Linked DNA regions of Mus musculus: region 2 is linked to region 1. A link is a contact called in public Hi-C data. All regions are on one chromosome and are shown on one strand. Each heading gives the region's core, a stretch centred on a gene start, on an enhancer-like site or on the middle of the called end of the contact. The rest is flanking DNA. Distances are from core to core; before and after follow the strand shown.

The links. Hi-C and Micro-C count contacts between places; a contact is called where the count stands out from the background.
Region 2: a contact with region 1 is called in a Hi-C map of uterus, with 2.7 times the contacts expected there. The contact joins the enhancer-like site here to the promoter of Pgr in region 1. A contact is called at or near these places in 1 of 39 promoter capture datasets (stem cell-derived epiblast-like cells), 9 of 484 Hi-C or Micro-C datasets (cerebral cortex, embryonic stem cells, nephron progenitors and 1 more), 1 of 115 datasets of contacts at active chromatin or transcription factors (embryonic stem cells) and 2 of 9 other capture datasets (adipose tissue and embryonic stem cells).

The regions. Positions count from the first base shown.
Region 1 is chr9:8,897,064-8,903,599 of GRCm38.p6, forward strand. Pgr (progesterone receptor) reads left to right here and starts at 2,770. Exons shown (of 8, transcript NM_008829.2): 1 at 2,770-5,020; 2 at 6,533-6,536. The coding sequence starts at 3,405.
Region 2 is chr9:8,968,039-8,974,574 of GRCm38.p6, forward strand. It overlaps Pgr (progesterone receptor), which reads left to right. Exons shown (of 8, transcript NM_008829.2): 8 at 1-573. Among named protein-coding and RNA genes, the nearest start is that of Pgr, 71 kb to the left of the region's middle. Within about 2 kb of position 2,488, at least 24 of the 459 cell types and tissues checked have an H3K27ac peak or open chromatin away from gene starts, as enhancers often do. A contact at or near this core is called in adipose tissue and uterus, where this site is marked.

The DNA of each region.
Region 1 (6,536 bases), core at 1,520-4,019:
GTTGAAACTCAAAGAGTTGGACCAAAAATAAGAAGAGCATATTATATAAACTGGAGTGGAAGTTTTCATTTCTAATATCATTTTTTTTTCAAATAAAATAATTTAATTCCAAGGAGAAATGGCTGATTCTAGGAGGATAGAGGTAGCAGGCAAAACATCTCCAAAGAAGCTTGGAGAACCAAAGAGAACTTTTTTTATTGACTCCAGAGAACCAAAGAAAAAGTATTCAAAATAGTTTACTCCATGCCCATGCACCTTTGCCACACAGATCAACAAAGCGTGTCACCTGGCACAGAGGACAGCAAAGGAGCCCCGAGTACTCAAAGTGTATCATAGTGGTCTACACAAAAGACCGGATAAAGTGGTACTAGGGCTCAACTGTGTTCACCCATGCAGAATTACAGATTAAGCTTTCAGTTAATTGCTCCATCTTGGAGTAGAGAATGTAACTTCCTGCTCCCACATGCTTCCACTCATATTGACTCTTACTGCTCATAGTGACTTACTTCCCAAATGTGGAACTAATACCCATATGAAGGACCCTGAGAATCACTGCTTCACACAGGTGCTCAAGGCCAACAGCCTACTGTGAGTCCTGTCAGTGTGAACCCTTTAAACACCACTTGCCAAGTTTAACTTTCCTTCCCAAATCCATGAGCCATGACCACTTAAAGAATGTCACCCTACAAGAGTTCTCAGGAGTATCGAGGTCATGAAATACAAGGGATGTCTGAGATCCATCATAGCCAAGAGGATTCTGGGAAACAATGATAACAATGAAACAAGTTGTTACAGGTAGAATGTTAGAAAAGAGAACAGATATTGAAAGAAAACTGTATATATTCTGGGCATTAGTTAACAACCATGCACCTGCCTGAGCTCACTAATAACAACATGCAGGAAGCTGCACAGTTACTCTGTATTCGCTGGTAGATTTTGCTATGAATCTAAAACTATTCTGAAAAGGGATGCCAGTTGATATAAAGTCTTAAAAAAAAAAACTTATGTCGAAGACAGAGCATAACCTAACACCTAGTAAAGCAGACAAGGATCTTTAGACGTCCTAGTGTACAGTGATAGGATGCAGATCATCGTCCTAGTGTACAGTGATAGGATGCAGATCATCGGTTACTGTGTGGGTAGTAATGTTGCAAAGAAAGGAGGAGGAAGGACAGTATGCAGAGATTTTAAAGGGAATGTGTGCACTTTTGGAGGCAAGTTTTCAATATCTTACTCTGTCTTTAGTCAAGGTTCCCCATATACATTATACATGTATATGCTCCTATAGGAGACTACCTGCTAGCCTCATTTCTTTGCTTCCCACACTTATTTCTATGCACTGTCCAGAATGCCTCCACCCCCAGCTCCCACACTCCGGTTTTACCATTTGATACCATAAAGACATACAATAACTGCTTCCTTGAATTCTCTTCTCCCTCCCTAATTCTCACACATTTAAAATTAGTCAGCAATATCTCATTGCTGGAATAGTCCACACCCAAGCCCAATGGTCCAGTGTAACAGCAGCAATTCACGACTATGTAGCACCTCCCTGGTGATTGACATCTAGGCACCTTGCCTCCAGCAGCTCTGCCATCTCTGCAGTTTTGGAGCCTTTCACAAATCTTCTAGACCTGGCTGAGAATAACTGCAGGCTTCAGCATTAAAATGGCCTGGAAACACTCAAAGGCATTTCCCAAACGACTAACTCACTTTTGAATAGCGATGTGTCACGGCATCCACTGACTGGGCTTGAGAGTGGACAGCTTATGACGGTGTATAAAATAAATCATATTACTCTCTCCCCTCCACAGTGTTCTCATGACTTTAAAGGTGATTTATTCTTAAAGCTCAATGGTAATTATTCTAAGAGTAGAGAAACATAGAGGGGAGAAAATGCCATTTAGCTTTCCCAGTGGAAAACTTAATATGTGATGTAGATATTTAGTAAGGACTGAAGAGAACCTCATGAAAATCAGAACAAACAGAATATGACACTCAATGTCCAAACTCCCCATACAGGCAGCGATGTGTTACCAACTGTCTTCCATCCTTAACTGCTAAGTCACATTGGTGGCCCACTTGTCACAAGAATAGTTTGAGCGTGTTAGAGGAAGGCTGGACAGGCAGCCAGTAAGGTTGTTCAGTGTCAAACTCAGGATGAGTTCTATCTCCAGAATCTGCATGGTTCAAGGAGGAAATCCACTCTTTGGGGCTAGTCTTAGACTACCATATGCACGCGACACATGCAAGCACTCACACATATACACACAGAGCACTTGCTGCTCCTGCAGAGAACCCCAGTTAGGACCTCAGCACCTATATCAGAGCACCTGCAACTTCACCTCTGAGGGCTCTCACCCTCTCTGCTGACGTCTGAGCAACTATATAACCATGTAACATACACTCCCAGAGACATATACACGTAATAAAATGAAAATACTTGAGATCATTTTATACCTTTTATACAAAAAATAAAATGTCACGATATGTCACTGTCTGTGTTGAATATTTACAAATATTTTCAAATCCTGAAATCTTTACAACAACTTTGCTTTTTATAGGGTGGGGCTGGCATGCTTCTTAATTCAGTACAAATTCTGATATGTTTAGATTTCTTCTCAAAGCATCTGATATTCCAGGTGGAATCAGACTAGTGAGTAGCTGGAATTCCAACGCCAGAGATTTAGATCTAGCCAGTGATTGGCTAGGGAGGGGCTTTGGGCGGGCCTTCCTAGAGCGCCAACGCTTGCTAGAAAGCTATGGAGCCAGTCTAGACTGTCACTATCAGTCTTTGTAGTATTTACGGGTGCGAGGATTCTGACATTCTGCTAACTTCTCTTAGCTTTACTAGAGCAACCTGCAACCAGAACTCGCTGGGATTGTAGAGAACCTAGGGAGCCATAGAGACTGTCGCTGCAGGAGAACGAGTAAGAATGGGCTACGTCTTAGCCCCAGGTTTTTGGTGAGGACTGTAAAGCAAACTTCCTAGGATGTCTAGGTTTCAACAAACATAAGAAGTCCGGAGATAGCGGGAGTCCTTTTTTTCAGCACCGGCCACACCAGTTCCGGGTCTCCCATTCAAGAAGAAACACGAAAAAAAGTCTCTCGAATAACTCCCAGTTCTCAGACCAGACCAGCTTGCTCCAGCTACTTCTTCCTGTCCTCACCCCACCGCGACCGGGACAGCGCGACTACCACCCTTCCTCTGCGTCTGGGTGGAGGGTAAGGACAGGAGCTGACCAAGACCGCCCCTCCCAACCAGGAGGTGGAGATCCCACGGGTCCTGCGACTCTACACCCACTTCCTCCTCCCTCTGCCCCTATATCACCGGCACCCCCTCCTCCTTCCCTTTTCCCTCCTCCCAGGAGACAGGGGAGGAGAAAAGGGGAGCTTGGGTCGTCATGACTGAGCTGCAGGCAAAGGATCCGCAGGTTCTCCACACGTCTGGCGCTTCGCCCTCCCCCCCACACATCGGGTCCCCCTTGCTTGCACGCTTGGACTCAGGTCCCTTCCAAGGGAGCCAGCACTCGGACGTGTCGTCTGTAGTCTCGCCTATACCGATCTCCCTGGACGGGCTGCTTTTTCCTCGGTCCTGCCGGGGTCCCGAGCTCCCAGACGGAAAGACAGGGGACCAGCAGTCGCTGTCCGACGTGGAGGGAGCTTTCTCTGGGGTAGAAGCCACTCATAGGGAAGGAGGCAGAAATTCCAGAGCCCCGGAGAAGGACAGCAGACTCTTAGACAGTGTCTTAGACTCGTTGTTGACTCCCTCCGGGACCGAACAGAGTCACGCCAGCCCTCCAGCCTGCGAGGCCATCACTTCCTGGTGTCTCTTTGGGCCAGAGCTTCCAGAAGACCCCCGCAGTGTCCCTGCTACCAAAGGGTTGTTGTCCCCGCTCATGAGTCGGCCAGAGATCAAGGCTGGCGACAGCTCCGGGACAGGAGCAGGACAGAAGGTGCTGCCCAAAGGACTGTCACCACCCAGGCAGCTGTTGCTCCCTACCTCGGGGAGTGCTCACTGGCCCGGGGCAGGGGTGAAGCCGTCCCCGCAGCCAGCTGCAGGGGAGGTGGAAGAGGACAGTGGCCTGGAGACCGAGGGCTCTGCAGCTCCGCTTCTAAAGAGCAAACCTCGAGCACTGGAAGGCACCGGCAGCGGAGGAGGAGTCGCAGCCAACGCGGCCTCAGCGGCCCCAGGCGGTGTCACTCTGGTCCCAAAGGAAGATTCACGGTTTTCTGCTCCTAGGGTCTCCTTGGAGCAAGACTCTCCCATTGCCCCCGGGCGCTCCCCACTGGCCACCACAGTGGTGGATTTCATCCATGTGCCCATCCTGCCTCTGAACCACGCACTCCTGGCCGCCCGCACCCGGCAGCTGCTGGAGGGGGACAGCTACGACGGCGGGGCCACAGCCCAGGGCCCTTTTGCCCCGCCTAGGGGCTCGCCCTCCGCGCCATCCCCGCCGGTGCCCTGCGGTGACTTCCCAGACTGCACCTACCCTCTGGAAGGCGACCCCAAAGAGGACGTGTTCCCTCTTTACGGCGACTTCCAGACGCCTGGCTTGAAGATCAAGGAGGAGGAGGAGGGCGCGGATGCTGCTGTGCGCTCGCCGCGCCCCTACCTGTCGGCTGGAGCCAGCTCCTCCACCTTCCCAGACTTCCCGCTGGCACCCGCGCCGCAGCGAGCGCCATCCTCCAGGCCCGGAGAAGCGGCGGTGGCCGGCGGACCCAGCAGCGCCGCGGTGTCGCCAGCGTCCTCCTCCGGCTCCGCGCTGGAGTGCATCCTGTACAAAGCGGAGGGCGCGCCGCCCACGCAGGGTTCGTTCGCGCCACTGCCGTGCAAGCCCCCAGCCGCCGGCTCCTGCCTACTACCCCGGGACAGCCTGCCGGCCGCCCCGGCCACCGCCGCAGCACCCGCCATCTACCAGCCGCTCGGCCTCAATGGGCTCCCGCAGCTGGGCTACCAGGCCGCGGTGCTCAAGGACAGCCTGCCCCAGGTCTACCCGCCATACCTTAACTACCTGAGGTGAGCACTTGCAGGCAGCCCTGCCCTGCTCCATTCCCCCATCATCTCTGGGTGGCAGGATGGCCGCGGGGGCTTGTGGAGCTGGTCTTTGGAGACCCAACAGGCATTGTCCATTGCCTCCCTTTTTCTTACATTTGTGTGTGTGGTGCGGGCATAAAAGGGAGTGCAGATATACCATTTTATTGTGTACCATTCTCCCAAACATTGCCTGCAAACTTCCTGAAGCCTGAGCACCCAGGTTCAAACCCTGAGGCCTCGCTCTAAGATCTTTGATTGTGCTGAGGATTTGTTGGGGACTTCATTAAATACTTTGTAAGAAGGACACCCCCCCCCTCCGTGTGTGTGTGTGTGTGTGTGTGTGTGTGTGTGTGTGTGTGTGTGTGTGTTGGGGAGGCTGAGATGTAAAAGCCAGTTTTTCTGGAAGGGGTGGGGCTTAACTGTGGCTTCAGAACTGAAATCAGAAAGCCCTTAGGGATCTATCTGCACAGGTCTCTGGCCTGATTTTCCTAGGAACATCAAGAGTGTGGTAAACTGCAGGAGGGAAGTGTTTGAATGGTGGGTTTAAACAACAATTGCAGGCGACCAGAGCATGGAACGCTCACACTGGTGCAGACAACTTTACTCCCCTCATATATGTCTTCAAGAGCATTTTCCCCACATACTGAAGTAATGGACTTGAAAAGGAAAAAACATGCTCAAGTTTTAGAGTCTCAGATGCAGTGACTAGGCAAAATAATGTCAATGTGTTAACAATGCCTTGAAGTCACAACTATATTTATATGTTGGAGCAATCAACTGTTCCAGAGTTTTCAAACCGGAACCAGTGCTAATTCCAGTTAAATTCCTAACGCTCAGCCGTGTTTGTTGTGACCCAGCATTGAGGAAGGAGGTCATATTTCATCTGCCAAAGGCAAAATCACTTCTGTATAAGGAGCTCTTTTTAAAGGAGTGTTTCTAGCATTTGTGAACATGGAAGGATGCACCTGTTCCCCTTTTATTAATGTTAATGATTTGTGTGTTCAAGGAATCCATTATAGGGAGTTTAAGATATCAAGCACCAAGTTTAGTGCACTGAAATTCAAATATGTGTGTATACGTATGTATGTGTATATGTGTGTATGCATGTAAGTATATATGTATTTTGTATGTTTATGGTCCTAGGAGCTGGGGATGTAGATCAGTTCCTAGAAACTTTGCTTACCTACCATACACTGAGCCCAGAGTTCTGTCCCCAGCACCTTAGAAACTGGGAATGGTGGCAAATGCTTCTGTTTCCAGCACTTGGAAGCTGGGAATTCATGAGTTCAAGGCCAGGCTTTGATATGGAACAAGTTTAAAGTCAACCCAATTACATGAGGAGACCTTTAGCAAAAAACTAAAACACAAACAAAAAACCTATAAATAAATACTATGATTCTATTTTAAAGATACTCATAGATACCAGTTTAGAAAAGCTTTCTTCATCAGATAGCAGTGTACCTAAAACTAAACAGAATCTGTTTGCATTTCAAGGCCA
Region 2 (6,536 bases), core at 1,238-3,737, 71 kb after region 1:
AATAGAGTATGTTGGCCCCAGGACTGAATTTTATAGTGTCCCTTGTTTTGGAACTGTCTAAAAACACTTGACAGTCTTGACCTTGATCTCCATGGGTAGTTTAAATGTCTAAACACCAGGTTTTAATATTTAAGGCTAAGCTTAGAAAGAAAAATATTCCCAGAAGAACATGACATGAGCAAATGGAAGTTATCTCATCTCCAAATCTTTTAATCTACAATTCCAACTGCCGAGACTCCATGCCTGTGTAGTCATCATAACCTTTATCTCCACTCTGAAGACCATGCTCTTTGGGTTGCTCTAAACTAAAATAAAAGCTTAAGAACAAAGGAAATACTTGAAGCTTAGATGATTTTGTTTACTGACATATTTAAAAAAAAAAAAAAAGAAAAATGATTTGTGTCTAAAGAGATGTCATGCCCAGTATTGTTTTGTGGAACTATTTTGTTTCTGGTGTATAAACACATGGCATGTTTAGTTAGGCAATGCTTTTCCATTGTACTTTTTCACACTTAACTTTAAGTTTTACTATTGTACATTGTATGAAATAAAATATTTTTAAATAGCCACAGTAAATCAACTTGTAACTTCTAAATTATTGCCAACTATAGTGATAGACTTAATGATGTATATAAAGGGCTATCCTATGATTACTCACTTCTTGGTTACTTGCTGGCTACATGAGTGTAATATAGAGCTATTTCATTAAACTTTACCCAACTGCTTTGCAAATAATAAGCACACGATATATATCTGTACACATATATAGAGATGTTCAGAAATAGCATTTCCGTAATTTCATCTTCATTATGCCATAATTTTGTTATAACCTTGCCATGTTAATCTGTTCTAGTCACTAGTGAAACCTGGGATCTGGAAAATCTGATTATTTTCCTTCTCCCACTGTTTACTATGAAATATTTTTATCAATTCAATGTGTGTTTATTTATTTTCCTGAATAAAATGTAGTTTTTTGAGTTTAGGGCCTAATGTATAAGAAATCTAAAGAGCATATCACCCTTTGCTTATAATATCTAATAGAACCAGTATTAATTTTTGACATTTCCCACAAACTCTTAAATATCCTATGCAGAGCAGAGCACAGCTCTCTAACAAACTGTATGAAAAGTTATTCTTCTCTTCATCTATACCAACTGACAATGGGATCCAAAACTTATGATACAATCAACTCCCCAAATAGTATTATTCTGATTATAAGAACTTTCCCCGCCCACTGGATCTGGTAGCCTTAATTCCTTTGATAACTGCTACAATTTCTGTTTTTGCTAGGAACAATTGGATCATCTCTGTTTTTCCTTGTTAATCACATTCCAGGCTGGAATATGAACCCTTTAAATCTCTTTAAAACTCTGTAGCCTCATGTACAAGAAGCACTCAAGACTTAAGAATATTTTTTCACAATTTTTATTCCATATTTTTAAAATACATCTTTATTTTTTATTGCATAGTTCAGCAACCACTCTCTTTAGGATAGACTGAGTTGGACAAGAGGAAGACACTAAGGAAGGCATAACTTTCTTTTTCCTATGATCTGCCTTTTAGATATAGAAAACATATTCATCTCTTAAATTCCAAAAGAAATCCAAAGGTGGATACTCTAGGAAAAGACTGTCAACTCCCAAGTTGCTCACACACACTCACCAGGTCATGACATAATTTTCATTAGCAGAATATCACCAGGAGTCCATGATGGTACTCTTGTCTTTATTTGGGGATGGGCACCAAGTTCACTGTCTACCTCTACCTTCAGTCTACCACTTCTTTAGTATAACATTGTTTCATACCCTCTGGCCTTTAAACTAAAATTGAGTGAAAAGCCATAGAGCATCTAACTGTCCATCCACAGGATGGAATACAGTTGGATAGGCATTGTGCTCCACATCATGATATGAATCGAAGTTCAACAAGACCTAGATAGCCAGATTCAGGTTGAATTCCACCTTTAGTTAGACTCATGGTTGGGGGAGACCCTGCAGACTACCAGTTTCTCAGACCTAACATTCACCAAAGTTAGTTCTTCAAAACTGAATCTAAATGTTGTGTGTGTTAGTGCCTTCCTGGACCCCAAGGACTATGTAGGCTGAAGCAGGATTGCACAATCTAAACCAGCCTGGGCCACACAGTTAGACTTTGTCTCCATTTTAAGATAAAATGCAAAGAGTAGTCTCCTTTATTCTTCTCTTCCCTGGAAGAATTTAAGAGTTTATGAGGCATTAATGACGAGTTAAATAACAGCAAGAGCCTGGTTACTGCAAAGGGAGGGGAGCAGAGGATTGCTCTCCTCCTAGAGTTGACAGCATTCCAAAGCAGAGCTCTGGGCCTGACTGGAGGCTGCTCCCAGGCTCCTTCAAGCTCCGTGCAGCTGGGGAGTCTGGAAAACTCTTACAGGATTGCTGGATGAGTCCCAGAATGTCGACCTCATTTTCGATTTACTGGACTGGTTGCCTCATGTCACGCTGACCTTATTGTTAAACACAGGTTTGTTTGCCTTCTTACGACTCATGGCGAAATGGGGGAAAGCATTACTTTTAAGCTGGTTGAAAGCTTTTAACTGACAGGGCACTTTCAGAGAAATGTGAAGAGACCAGCCATGAAAGGCCACTCTGCTCATTACTTCCAGGAAGCTGCAGTATTATTAACTCTCGGAGTGACATCAGTGTCATGGCCCATATTTAGACCAATATAAGTAAAATATGCAAGCCGCATTGTAAATAGTTTTCAGGAATACATTGTACTTTATTTTTAAATTGTCTTTTGAAATTGCTCAACCCCAATAGTAACCAATTTTTCAGACATTACTGTAAATGAAACCTGTTTAAATATGATTTTCTTTTGTAGGGTATATAAGAAGCTTAACACTTGGTTACTTTTCTTTTGAGTTTTCATGATTAGCTATTTCATTCAGTAGTGGCTTAAAGTGTTTTGTCACTGGAGGTAACTTTTGTTGTCTTCCTTGCTCCAGGAAGATTGATTTTAAAGTATCTGTTCATCAAACTGTGTTTCTATTACATATGCAGCTGTTTTGTTTTTTAATGTCTTCTTCAAATTCATATTACTTAGAGTTACTGGACCATGCAGCAATATATTTGGTGTGATTGGATTTTTAAATGTAGACTTAACTTGGTAAACACAATTTTTTAACTTTTTAAAATAGGAAAACGGCCAATGAACTCCTATCATAGCTTTTCTGAACTCAGTTGTCAACTAGAGTATTAGCTTTTATTCCTGAGGGCTTTATGACTTATAAGAGAAACAGAAAGAAAAGAACCTGCGAGTGAATAGCAGTATACCCTATAGCTGTCAAAAACAGAGATGCACCCTGCTCAGTCTCCACTGGGTAGAAACTCTACCTAGAATTTCAGACGGTAAGCAGAGATAGACAGACTGCCTTCTGCGGCCATCATTTTCATCTGTACTATGTCTCCTTTTGATCTAAATATTCTGTGTATTTTAACTCTTCTGGGGTAATCATTGCTCCAAGAAAAATAAGAGAGGTGTGACATCTAATTTTAAAGTATTTCAAAAGAACAACAACAATTAAAAAAAAACAATTTTTCCAAATTGATGCTTTGAAACAAATAGAGGAAACGTGTAAGAACTTGGAAAAAAGAGGTGTGGCTTACTAGGTCAGTTGGAAAGTTCATTGACATAAAAGCAGATATCATCCTCTTAATTACTGAGCAACATCCATGACAGGATGATACAAACCCCAAAAGGTGATGTGCCAGGTCAACAACATGAGAAATGTTCGAAGAATTACCAGTCATTATGCAAACATAGATTGTAAATAAGCCCAGAAAATGCTCTGTGGTGTTTAAGGATTTCATTGTTCTAATTGGAGGCTACATGGTTTAGGGGGAAAGTCACCAATCCATATCTCTGCCTAGATGTCAACTAATTGAGGTTTGTTGTTGTTGTTGTTGTTGTTTGGTTTGGTTTGTTTTTAAGATCTTAATATTTCCCCTTAAAACAAAGAGAAAAATGCTAAAAGCAAATTATCTCTTCTGACTCCCACAGTCAATCAAAGCACCAGGTTTAACTCTGAAACTACCAACTTTCTAAAGAGTTTATTTCAATGTGTCATTGTCAGTTCAGTTACCTATTTAAGTATAGGGAAAATATGCCCAGAACACAGAACCGAAATGATGGTGGTGGTGTGGTGGTGGTGGTTGTGGTGGAGGTGGTGTGGTGGTGGTGTGGTGGAGGTGTGGTGGAGGTGTGGTGGAAGTGGTATGGTGATGGTTATGGTGGAGGTGGAAGTAACAATGGTGAAGTTGAGAAGCATTACTTTAGGCATCATCCCATTCTCAACTGGAAGACATCACCCTGCTGGACTGTAGCAGTACCCAGTTCTCTCTTCTCTGGTTTACAGTTGGGTGGAGAGGAAAGATGGATAATCAAAGATCTGGGTATTACACAGTGAAAAAAGGGAGAGTCAAGAACACATAGGAAATTTTTATAATAGCAGATTCCAAAGTGAGTCAAGACATCCTGAAAAACATGTAAAGTAGTTGAGGAATTAGCTTAGCTAGCATTCAATCAAGAAGAAGGGAAGAGTCCTCCAATCTTGTAAACAATAGAGGCACAAACTAAAAGAAAAAATACACGGACATGGTGCTGCCAGAGAGCGTGGAGCCAAAACTGATGTGACAGAATGAAATCCAAGTCCCAAATATATATGGTCTTGTGTACCATAGTATCGCATGAAAATGTAGCTCTACATGAAAAGAGTGTCCTCTGTGTGATGCTCTAGAAGATGTTCTCCGTAGTACAGACAATGGGGTTAGGGAGGACTCATCCTGGAGGCAGGGAGCATGTTTTGAAGGAAGTTGCAATATTCTGAGCAAATGATGGGTCATAAACATAAAGAGCTGGGGTGATCGTGACCTCCTTAGTTTTCCAGAAGGCTTTGTGAGACATTACCAAGAGGCACTGACAGAATGACGACAGTAGATGAACACACAGATAACCTGCTGGACACCAGACCAGATGCCTCATTGTTTGGCTTCTGTGTTGAAACCAAAAATCCTTGTCATAAAGAATATAAAACTAAGAAACTTTGGTTTTACCAACCACTAAAATCCAGATGAGCACCCAAAGAAACTGTACTCCTCCTCCAACATCCCCAGAGCTGCAAGTACCTGCAACCTCAAACCCCTGGTGTAGGCACTGAGGCAAGGCCAGAAGAGCTCCAGACTTAGCCAATGGGACAGAGATACACTGATTTGCCAACAAATACAAAACAAGCACGTCCAATGTGTAGCTACTACCCAGTAGTGTGGCAGTATAGGGTAGGAATAAAAAGATCAAATATCTATACGGGATCTTGCCTCATGAACCATAGGAGGAGTCTGCGGGGTAAGAAGGAAGCCGATGGGTGGTAGGCTGGGAAGGAAATGTGTCAGTCTAAGGAACGTCCAGCTCTCTTAGTTTAATGTATCCTGCGTTCTGTTGGTTTCTATCAAGTTCTCATCTCCCATCTTATTACTACTCACAAGAGCATAGTGAGGAGAGGGAGAAGCTGACTGTGATCTTGGTACCAGAGGGAAGTAGGGATTCCCAGCCACTCTTCTCTCACTACTTCACTTTCTGGCAATTACTAAGCCTGATCATAAATGCAACAGGATCATGACAATTAGAAATCCATGACTTTTGAATGTCTCAGGAGCATCAGCACCATGGAGCACTTTGACTACTGGCTTGATGCTTCCTATTCTTTACTGGCTTGACAGATTTCTGCTATAGGAGCTGGTTTCACTGTCTGGACTCTGCTACAGGGTCATTTTGTCCTTTCAAGGGAACTGTGGTTTTCAGTATCTGCTATATCCTCTCCACACTGGAAGCAGACAGAATGTAGGTGTCTCAAATATGCAGACTTTACAGCTTTATAGGACACTAGCCACTGTGCTATTGGACTTCTCCTGCCTGTGCACCACCTTTTCTTCAAGATTAGTCCCTGAGTGTAGAATTCTGACATCCCTGCCACACCTTTCAGTTATGAGATGCTGTTTCTAAGGCTAAATTCTTGCTATATCTTTTAAGAGCCATCTGTAGTCAAGCCTGACTTTGTTTTCTTTGAGACAGGATCTCACAATGGCTTTCCTTGAACTATGTAGAACAAGGTCGGTCCTGAACTCAAAGAAATTCACCTGTCTCTGGTTTCTGAGTGCTGGGGTTAAAGGTATATGTCATCAGGCCCAGTATTCAAGTCTAATTCAAGGTCTATATGCTTAACATTTAGGAGATCATATAATTTATTTTAGAAAGCCCTGCTCTTCAGACTTGCCTTGCTCTGGTCCACTTAAAGACCATCCCAGGAGGTCAGAAGATGAACTCTGGCTTTCTTTAAGCATTTCTCCTCCAGTGTCCCTTGAGAAGGACCCATTGCAAAAAAAGACCAACAAAGATTGGTGTACTTCAATGAGCTACTACACAGTTCTTTGGGAATTTCTGTCAAGAGGGTGAAATGCTCCCTTCATCTGAAATGAAGCTTTACCCCATTTGGTGCTGAGACA